Linked DNA regions of Mus musculus: regions 1 and 2 are each linked to region 3. A link is a contact called in public promoter capture Hi-C data. All regions are on one chromosome and are shown on one strand. Each heading gives the region's core, a stretch centred on a gene start, on an enhancer-like site or on the middle of the called end of the contact. The rest is flanking DNA. Distances are from core to core; before and after follow the strand shown. Region 1 holds the start of Slc5a2 (solute carrier family 5 (sodium/glucose cotransporter), member 2). Region 2 holds the start of Tial1 (Tia1 cytotoxic granule-associated RNA binding protein-like 1). Region 3 holds the start of Pycard (PYD and CARD domain containing).

Region 1 (2,700 bases), core at 42-2,541, 270 kb after region 3:
AACAGGACTGTCCGTGACTGGACGACTTGCAGAGAGTGAGAGACTTGGGAGCACTCAGACTTCAATGGGATGCTTGTATCTCACCCCTCTGTAAAGATGCAGGTTCTATACAGGAGGTGCAAAGATTGTAAGAGTCAGAGTTGGAGGTTGTCTTCAGGAAAGCAGAGTTTTGCAGACACAACAAAGCTGATGAAAATCTGAACTCACAGACAGTGATAGCATGCACAAGACAGATATCTGAACTCACAGACCGTGATAACATGCACAAGACCTGCACAAGTTCGAACCAAATAAAATCTGAGCATGGAAAATGAGATGTGGGCACAAAGTCCCACTCCTAAGTAAGAAACTACTTGCAGTTGACAGCTACTAGGAGAGAGAAATGGGTTTTTTTCAATGGAGAGACACTGGGTGTATCAACTGCACCCCAAGGCAGGCCACACGCTCAGGAAGAGTTGGCCAACACAAAACACACTCCGTGTTTGGTTTTCTGTTTGCTTGGGTTTGTTTTTGTGCTTTTATTCTTCCTTCCTTTCTTTCTTTGTTTCTTTGTTTCTCTCTCTCTTTCTCTCTCTTTTTCTCTCCCTCCTCCTCCTCCTCTTCTTTCTTCTTTTTCTTCTTCTTCTTCTTCTTCTTCTTCTTCTTCTTCTTCTTCTTCTTCTTCTTCTTCTTCTTCTTCTTCTTCTTCTTCTTCTTCTGATCAGAGAGGGGAGGGGATCTGGGAAAAGTTGGGGGAGAGGAAAGAATTTGCCCAAAATATATTGCATAAAAATTTTTTAAAAATAAATTTAAAACAATTTTTAGGATAGAGCAAAGAGAAAGTAGAAAATATTTGGGTTGGGAAGGGCAGGAGAATGAGGGAAATGTGATTTTTTCTCCCTAGGTTTTGTATGGCAGAAGTCAGGGCATGGCATGCGTGACAGTCAGGCTGAGGAACATGTATGTCCTGCTGACTGTCAGGGGGTGCTATGGAGGACTTGTGCGGAGGACACTGTCAGAGTTGGATTTGGACCTTCCTAATCAAAGTTAGAGGGTGTATTTTCAGAGAACGCAGGAAGGAACTTTGCTTGGAACACTGGGTATAGGATGGATCCTAAACCCAGGAAGGAGTGCTCTTGACTTCCAAATGGTCCAGCGCCCCAGGACCAGCCTTCGGCCTTGATAGATCCTGATTCAGCTAAATAAAGCTGGAGAAGGAGGCTGAGACCTGGGGGACTTGTCGGCTCAGTGCTCCTGAGGTAACCATTAATCCTTCCCCCAGGGGAATCCAGGGACTAGCCCCTTGAGGGACAGATGCTGGAGAGAATGGAGCAACACGTAGAGGCAGGCTCTGAACTTGGGGAGCAGAAGGTCCTGATTGATAATCCTGCTGACATTCTGGTTATCGCTGCCTATTTCCTGCTGGTCATTGGTGTTGGCTTGTGGGTGAGACATTGAGGGGGGTTGGATAGGGAAATGCTTCTGGGGCTTGAGGGTAAAGATTTAGGGAGACCTCAGAGAGGAGTGGGAGAAAAGGGTGCTTGGATATAATGAGGGAGAAACCTAGATTTAGTAGGCAAGCCAATTTTAATTCTTTGTCTTCGTACCTTCTGGATTGTGCAAAAGAGACTGGGGGTATCAATAGGTTTTTTTTTTTAATTCAAGTGTTCTAACAAGTGCTCTAAGAGATGTATCAGTTCCCACGTCTGTATTATGGCTGAGCAGCAGCCTATATTTAAGGTCACCAGGCAAGTTAGGCTGAATCTAGGCATATCTAGGATCCAGTAGTTGCGCTAGGATTAGGGCCTGGGTTGTTCTGAGTGTCGGGGAAGGTTGGGGGTAAGGAGGTGCAGTCTGGGGAGTCCAGGGCTGGTTAATCTTCAGCCTGAAACAAGGCTGAGGAATGTGTTGAGGAAGCTAAGGAAGTCCAAAGATGTGCCCCAATCCCAGTTTCCCCCCACTTCTGTTTCCCAGTCTATGTTCAGAACCAATAGAGGCACAGTTGGTGGCTACTTCCTGGCAGGACGGAGCATGGTGTGGTGGCCGGTGAGAGGGGCTGGGGGATGGGATGGGAGGGACCCTGGAGGAGCAGCCTAGCTCACCCCCATTTCTGGCCACCCAGGTTGGAGCCTCTCTGTTCGCCAGCAACATCGGCAGCGGTCATTTTGTGGGCCTGGCAGGGACTGGCGCAGCAAGTGGCTTGGCGGTGGCTGGATTTGAGTGGAATGTGAGGTCTTCTTTTCTATAATAATCCACCCCAGTGGAAACTCCTGGAAAGATCACAACTTGGAGAAGCTCCTGGCGTGGGGATATGAACAAGTTGGGACAGCCCAGTTTGCTGAGGGTGGGTGGGTGTTAGGTTGGGCTGGGAGCAAGGATCGCGTGCTAGCTTACAGCAGTAGGGTTCAGGCAGGTCCTGCTCCTGACTTTCTGTATACGCCAGCATCAGTCCTCGTGGGCCTTGACCACTCTGAAATGGGGCCGGCACCTCACTGATGAAGTACCTGTCTCCATGTTCTTTGATGCTGTAGTCTGTGAGCAACTCTAGGCTGAACTGAAGTTCTTTGCAAAAACAAGGATGGGTTGGAAAGATGAGGGTTTGAGCCTTCCTGTAAGAGGCCTTAGAACTGAGACTATGAGGGTAAAATTCTTGGGCCAGGTGGAGGAGGGGAGGCAGCCCTGCCTGGCAGATGCTGAGGTCAGTCTGAAGAGTCTGTGCAC
Region 2 (2,700 bases), core at 51-2,550, 470 kb after region 3:
CTTTTATCCAACTCCGATGGTCCGGACGCACAAACGGATTAGGAAGCGGCATCACTAACTGAGCGAAAGGAGTTTAACTGGTTGTCAGGTTGGCGCAGTAAGCGCTCAAAGTAAACTTCGTTATCCAAGGGACAGAGGTGGTGCACGGTGGCGAAAAGCAATCACTTTGGCACTTCAAAAGCAGCAGGCGCTAGGCGGGTGTTTCTGACAGCGTGGGGCACGTGGGGCAGAAAGAGACAAGGGGCTCCTCTGGTTAAAGAGTGGTAGACTGGGGAGAAGGACTCGGAGCGACTGAGGCTGAGGACGTGGACTGCTGAGGACGTGGACTGAGGCTAAACGTTCAAGCCAAAGGATGCAGTAGTGGTCCCACCCCCGCCAAGCCCTGCCCCCGTAGGGACCCACAGCTCCTGGCTCAGCCCGGAGCCCCCAAAGCACAGGGGGAACAGTAGCTCTCCCGCGCCTGACAGCCTCAGCCGTGCACAAGCCCAGCCAAGCAAGAGTGTGCAAAAGAAGGGGTCGGGAGGAAAAAGTCGAGACAAGCCCTAGACCCTAGGAAGTGACTGTGTTTGGGGGGGAAGGGAGGGCTTCCTTCTCTGGGAAGGGGGACAGATGAGGAATGCACTTCACAGCCGCGCCACCGCGACGCCCGGCTCTCCGCTTCTAGTCCCGGGCTCCTGCTCTCCCTTCCTCCCTCCGCTTCCCGCAGTGCCCGGGCCACTCGGTGCCTGGCACCCCGGGTCTCGGGTACTCACAGAGTCCGGGGCTGTCCGTCGTCTTCCATCATGGTGGGTGCGACGGAGTGATCCCGGGACAAGGGGGAGGGCAGGGCTGGGGAGGGGAGGGGGCGGGAAGGAAGGGGAGGGGGGCTCCGGGCGCCGGCTGGGGACAGAGGAAAAGGTACTGAACCCCGCTCTCGGGTCCGCTCCCCCCAGCCCGCTCCGGACACTGCGCTCCAACCAGGAGGAGCAGGAGGAGGAGGAGGATGAACAAAATGGCCGCCACCACCAGCCAGGCAGGAAACGCGGCAGGGCGCAGGCGCGGCCCGCCAGGTCACTGCTCAGGCCAGCTGCGACGGCCTGTCCGGCAAAAGTAGCTAAAGAGACAGAAAGCCCGGCCAAAGAGTACACCCTGCGACTGGACACGACGGAGCACGTTGTCGCTGTGGGCCTGCTGGCCAGTCAAGACCTATCCGGGTCCAAGAGAGACCCAACACAGAGAGAAAAGCCGCGAAACCAAGTCTCCGGGAATTGCGGTCCCGGGAAAGTGGGGGAAGCCCTTCTCCAGTGGCCTTCTGGGAACTGTAGTTCAAGGCAGACCCTGCGCCTGCCGGAGCGCGAAGGAGAGATTTCTGGGTAGTGTAGTCGTACGTGAGGACGTGCCGCGACTAAGTAGTCGGCGTGCCGGGATAGAGCGAGGAATAAAAGGCGGGCGGCCGAAATAGAGAGGAGCTGTCCGGGAAGTAAACTACAAATCCCAGAGTGCCTCGCGCCGGGGCCCGCCCCAGGATCGCTCTTAGCATCTTAAGGCTCTTCTGTTGGTCCAGTGTGAGCTTCTGCTCCGCCTCCGTCCAGCCCCAGAGCGGTTTCTTCAACTGCAGATCAGGCGGTGTGCTGGCTCCGCGTGGTTCTCCCGTCAGCCGGCCTTGCCCGCCTCTACTCTCAGAACTGCTGGTCCGTGTTCAACAACCGACGCCTCACGCGACGGGCAAAAGAGTGGCAACTCTGAACCCGGAGAGATGTAGCGGACATCGGGCAACACCAGATCCAGCCTTGTCTTTGAGCACGTGTTCTAACCAGATAGGCCTTTCTAGACTATACCGCTTGTAACTTGCTTTACAAGTTCCACAAGGATCGCTACCCATTATCTCATCGGATTAGTGGGTAAGGCTGCAAAAGAGCAGCCCCTCATTCAAATGGCTTGTACCGCTCTTTCAAATCCCTACTTAAAACTTAAATATTCGCGTGGTGGCGCACAGTGCTACTGAACAGGAGGATAATGGATTTAAGGCCAGCCTAGAAATAGATACCAAGACCTTATCAAAAACTAATAATCAGTGAAAACAGCAAAGAGGCTCAACGACCAGGTCTCATGCCAAAACAGTCTGGAGTTCGGTATTGGAGGACACGGGCTGCTAGTATTGAGATGCTAAAGCAAGAGAGGAGATAGAATCATGACAATCTACTGGATGTACACCACATTTGTGGCTGAGGCCCCTAGGGGTCAGACGAAGGGATGGCATTCCCTGCCTGAGACTGGAGTTAACAGTGGTTGTGAGCTGCATATGAGTGCTGAGAACCAAACTGGAAGCCACTGTAAGTGTGCTCTTAACCAGCTCTCCCGTGCCCCCAGCTGCACACTGTCTCATTGAAGGAGAGAAAAGGTCTGGTGGCCAACAGAGAGCTTTGGGGTAGCTTATAGATCTGCTTAGCTGCATACTGAAACCCTACCTGAATTTACAGGTACAGTGGGAGATTGGAGGCTGCTTCTCCATGAGCCTAGGAAGGAGAGAGTAAGTCTGAACGAGAAACGGATTATATCCCAAAGTGAAAAAGGAAAGAGCAACTGGGCGTGGTGGCGCACGCCTTTGATCCCAGCACTTGGGAGGCAGAGGCAGGCGAATTTCTGAGTTCGAGGCCAGCGTGGTCTACAGAATGAGTTCCAGGACAGCCAAGGCTATACACAGCAAATCCTATCTCGAAA
Region 3 (2,700 bases), core at 82-2,581:
TGGAGACTGATTTGTGCATGTTTGGTATATGTTCTACCACTGGGCCACATATGGCCTTTGGAAATGTAGCTTAGCTCAGCAAAAACATCCCAGAGAGTAAACACAAATACAAATTGTTTTTTCAAAAATTGTGTATACAAAGTCAGGAGCTAGATAATGTAGCTGGAAAAGATACCTCAGCTCTGCTCCAGGTCCATCACCAAGTAGGGATGTATTTCCTTCAAGGCCTGGAGGAGGGAGTCCTTGCAGGTCAGGTTCCAGGATGGAACAAAGCTGAAGAGCTTCCTCATCTTGTCTTGGCTGGTGGTCTCTGCACGAACTGCCTGGTACTGTCCTTCAGTCAGCACACTGCCATGCAAAGCATCCAGCACTCCGTCCACTTCTGTGACCCTGGCAATGAGTGCTTGCCTGTGCTGGTCCACAAAGTGTCCTGAGGGTGGAAGTGAAAGCAGTGTTTAAAACTGCTTCAAAATTTACTAACGCAGTTTTAGGGGTTGGAGAATCAAGGAAAGCCACCCACCATGACTACATAGGCAAAGATAGGCTGTGCAAGGGTGTGGTAGGGTGGGGAGGCCTCACCTGTTCTGGCTGTACTCTGAGCAGGGACACTGGCTGCAGCTGCCACAGCTCCAGACTCTGCAAAGAAATGCCAGGTGGATCTTTATCAACAGACTTTCAGGGGTTCACTCCCACTCCACCCACGGTGCTAAGTTCAAGGCTACAAAGGGAAGATTTTTTTTTTTTTTTTTTTTTTGGCTATGGCAGGAGGAACAGTTAAGCGCCAAAGAGGCAAGCCTCTGCTGGTGTGCAGGAAGTTGAGGGTAGACGAACAAGGGGACACACTCACCTTCTTTAGTCGTTTGCAGCTGCTCAGCCAGCTCCTGTAAGCCCATGTCTCTAAGCACAGTCATTGTGAGCTCCAAGCCATACGACTCCAGATAGTAGCTGACAAGTTTGTCAGTGAGATCTATGGCGTCCATCTGCAGCAGGGCCCCGCGTGGGATGCGCCCATAGCCTTCTCGCAGTTGCACTGTCAGCAGCTTCATCTTGAACTTTTTGAGTTCATCCCCTGACAAGTTTTCAAGAGCGTCCAGGATGGCATCTCGTGCCCGCCCCATGGCTCTGGGGTGGGCAGCCGCGGTCACCTTTTACTCTTGCTGCTGCTCGCCTGCTGCAGCCTGCCTGCTGCCAGCCCGCCAAGACCAGGAAGTCAGCTGCTTAGGCCGATGGGCATGCTGGGACTCCCCCACCCTCTTTTCTTACAGCTCCTGTTCTTTCCCCAGCAAACTAGTTTTGGTTTCCGCCCCTAAGACTTTCAGACTTGGCTTTTTGGCTAGGCTGAAGAAACTAGGTGGAGGTGGGTTGGTGGAGGAAGTGGGGTGGGGACAGAGGGTGGAGCTAAGTTGTTACTCTGGCAGGTCCGGAGATGCTGAGAGACTCAATAGAGCTTACTTGCAAACCAGCTGTTGCTGAAAAGCAACCTGTTTCTGTTGAGTTTCTTGGAGCATAGAGGTTTAGAATCTTGGAAATCTAGACGCCCCAAATTTTGTTTCCCCAGATCTTAGGATCCACTCACATGCCATTGAATATTAGAATTTTAACAGCTAGAACACTAAGCCCCTTGAATTCCACAGATTTGGACAAAATGAAGTGCGAAAGAGAGTGACTATGTCTTCACCTTAGTTTCTTTCAGCTAAAAGTTTTTGTCACTCCCATCTCTCAGCCTCACATCTGCTAGAAGGTGGGGGACCTGGGCTCATGATGGGTTGGGTTGGAAGGGCTAAGGCTTCTTGAAACCTTACCAAATGCCCCAGCTATTAAATATTTTGTAGTGTGATGACAACTGGAGTGTAGAGACCTGAGTAGACAGCTAGCTACCCCCTTACTCCTGGGCTGGTTAGGATGACCTTGGAGCCTGCTCTGTACCCAGAATTCCTAACTGGCTTTAAACATGGCTGGGGGTCTACTGGTCCATCCCAGTTTTGATCTAGTCAGTCTTGTTTTATACCACACTGCCAGTTTACCCTTATCTTCAAGCTCAGTTCCTCTGGAGTTGCTTTTTCAATTCTTTGCACATGCTGTTCCCTAAACCTTGAAATTGCTTCTCTCTCAGACAAATGCTTGGCTCCTCAACCCTCAGGTTAAATGTTACTTCCTCCGAGAGTCCAGTCTTAAGAGTCCTCCATCTACCCATCTAGATCATATTGCTGCTAGTGAACAAAGCTACTTTTTTGTAGCTCTTGTGCTTTTGTGGGGGAGGGGAGGCTAGGGAGGTTGTTATAATGCCCAGCATGTGCCAAGGGCCCGCTACCTAGTCACCACTTAATGCTTTGCCTATTTATTTACTTTAGATAACCTTGTTGTGTAAGCTAGGCTAGTCTTGAACTCCTGATCCTTTTTGCTCAGCCCCCTGACTGGTTGGAATTGGAATAGCAGGTGTATTCTACCACATCTGGCTTAAGGAGCCTCCCTCCTCTATACAGGATGCCATTCTGTAGCCCTGGCTGTCCTGGAACTCGAGATCCACGTGTCTGCATCGCAAGTGCTTGGATCAAGGTGTGTGCCACTAGGACCAGCAGAGTTTTAACTCTTGACACTTTACAACTATGGATTAAGTTTGCAGGGTGACAGAGTGTCCATCCTTGTGGCATGGTATACCAGCAGCAATTGTGGTGAGATAGCCAGTGTACCTTGACTCAT

The links. Promoter capture Hi-C pulls out the DNA fragments that hold promoters and counts their contacts. Capture Hi-C pulls out chosen DNA fragments and counts their contacts.
Region 1: a promoter capture Hi-C map of adipose tissue shows a contact between it and region 3. The contact joins the promoter of Slc5a2 here to the promoter of Pycard in region 3. A contact is called at or near these places in 5 of 39 promoter capture datasets (the HPC-7 cell line, embryonic stem cells, liver and 2 more), 1 of 15 datasets of contacts at CTCF or cohesin (large pre-B cells), 2 of 115 datasets of contacts at active chromatin or transcription factors (bone marrow-derived macrophages and pancreatic cancer cells) and 5 of 9 other capture datasets (adipose tissue, embryonic stem cells, liver and 2 more).
Region 2: a promoter capture Hi-C map of hematopoietic stem and progenitor cells shows a contact between it and region 3, with 3 times the contacts expected there. The contact joins the promoter of Tial1 here to the promoter of Pycard in region 3. A contact is called at or near these places in 9 of 39 promoter capture datasets (the C10 cell line, the SN4741 cell line, embryonic stem cells and 5 more), 3 of 484 Hi-C or Micro-C datasets (cerebellum, embryonic stem cells and pre-B cells), 2 of 115 datasets of contacts at active chromatin or transcription factors (effector CD8 T cells and embryonic forebrain) and 2 of 9 other capture datasets (adipose tissue and liver).

What each region holds. Positions count from the first base shown.
Region 1 is chr7:128,264,392-128,267,091 of GRCm38.p6, forward strand. Slc5a2 (solute carrier family 5 (sodium/glucose cotransporter), member 2) reads left to right here and starts at 1,292. Exons shown (of 14, transcript NM_133254.5): 1 at 1,292-1,425; 2 at 1,954-2,025; 3 at 2,102-2,206. The coding sequence starts at 1,306.
Region 2 is chr7:128,460,373-128,463,072 of GRCm38.p6, forward strand. It overlaps Tial1 (Tia1 cytotoxic granule-associated RNA binding protein-like 1), which reads right to left and starts at 1,301. Exons shown (of 12, transcript NM_001347640.1): 1 at 753-1,301. The coding sequence starts at 784. It overlaps Gm32816 (a long non-coding RNA gene), which reads left to right and starts at 1,348. Exons shown (of 4, transcript XR_378509.4): 1 at 1,348-1,880.
Region 3 is chr7:127,992,536-127,995,235 of GRCm38.p6, forward strand. Pycard (PYD and CARD domain containing) reads right to left here and starts at 1,332. Exons shown (of 3, transcript NM_023258.4): 1 at 848-1,332; 2 at 580-636; 3 at 1-430. The coding sequence starts at 1,118. The coding sequence ends at 177.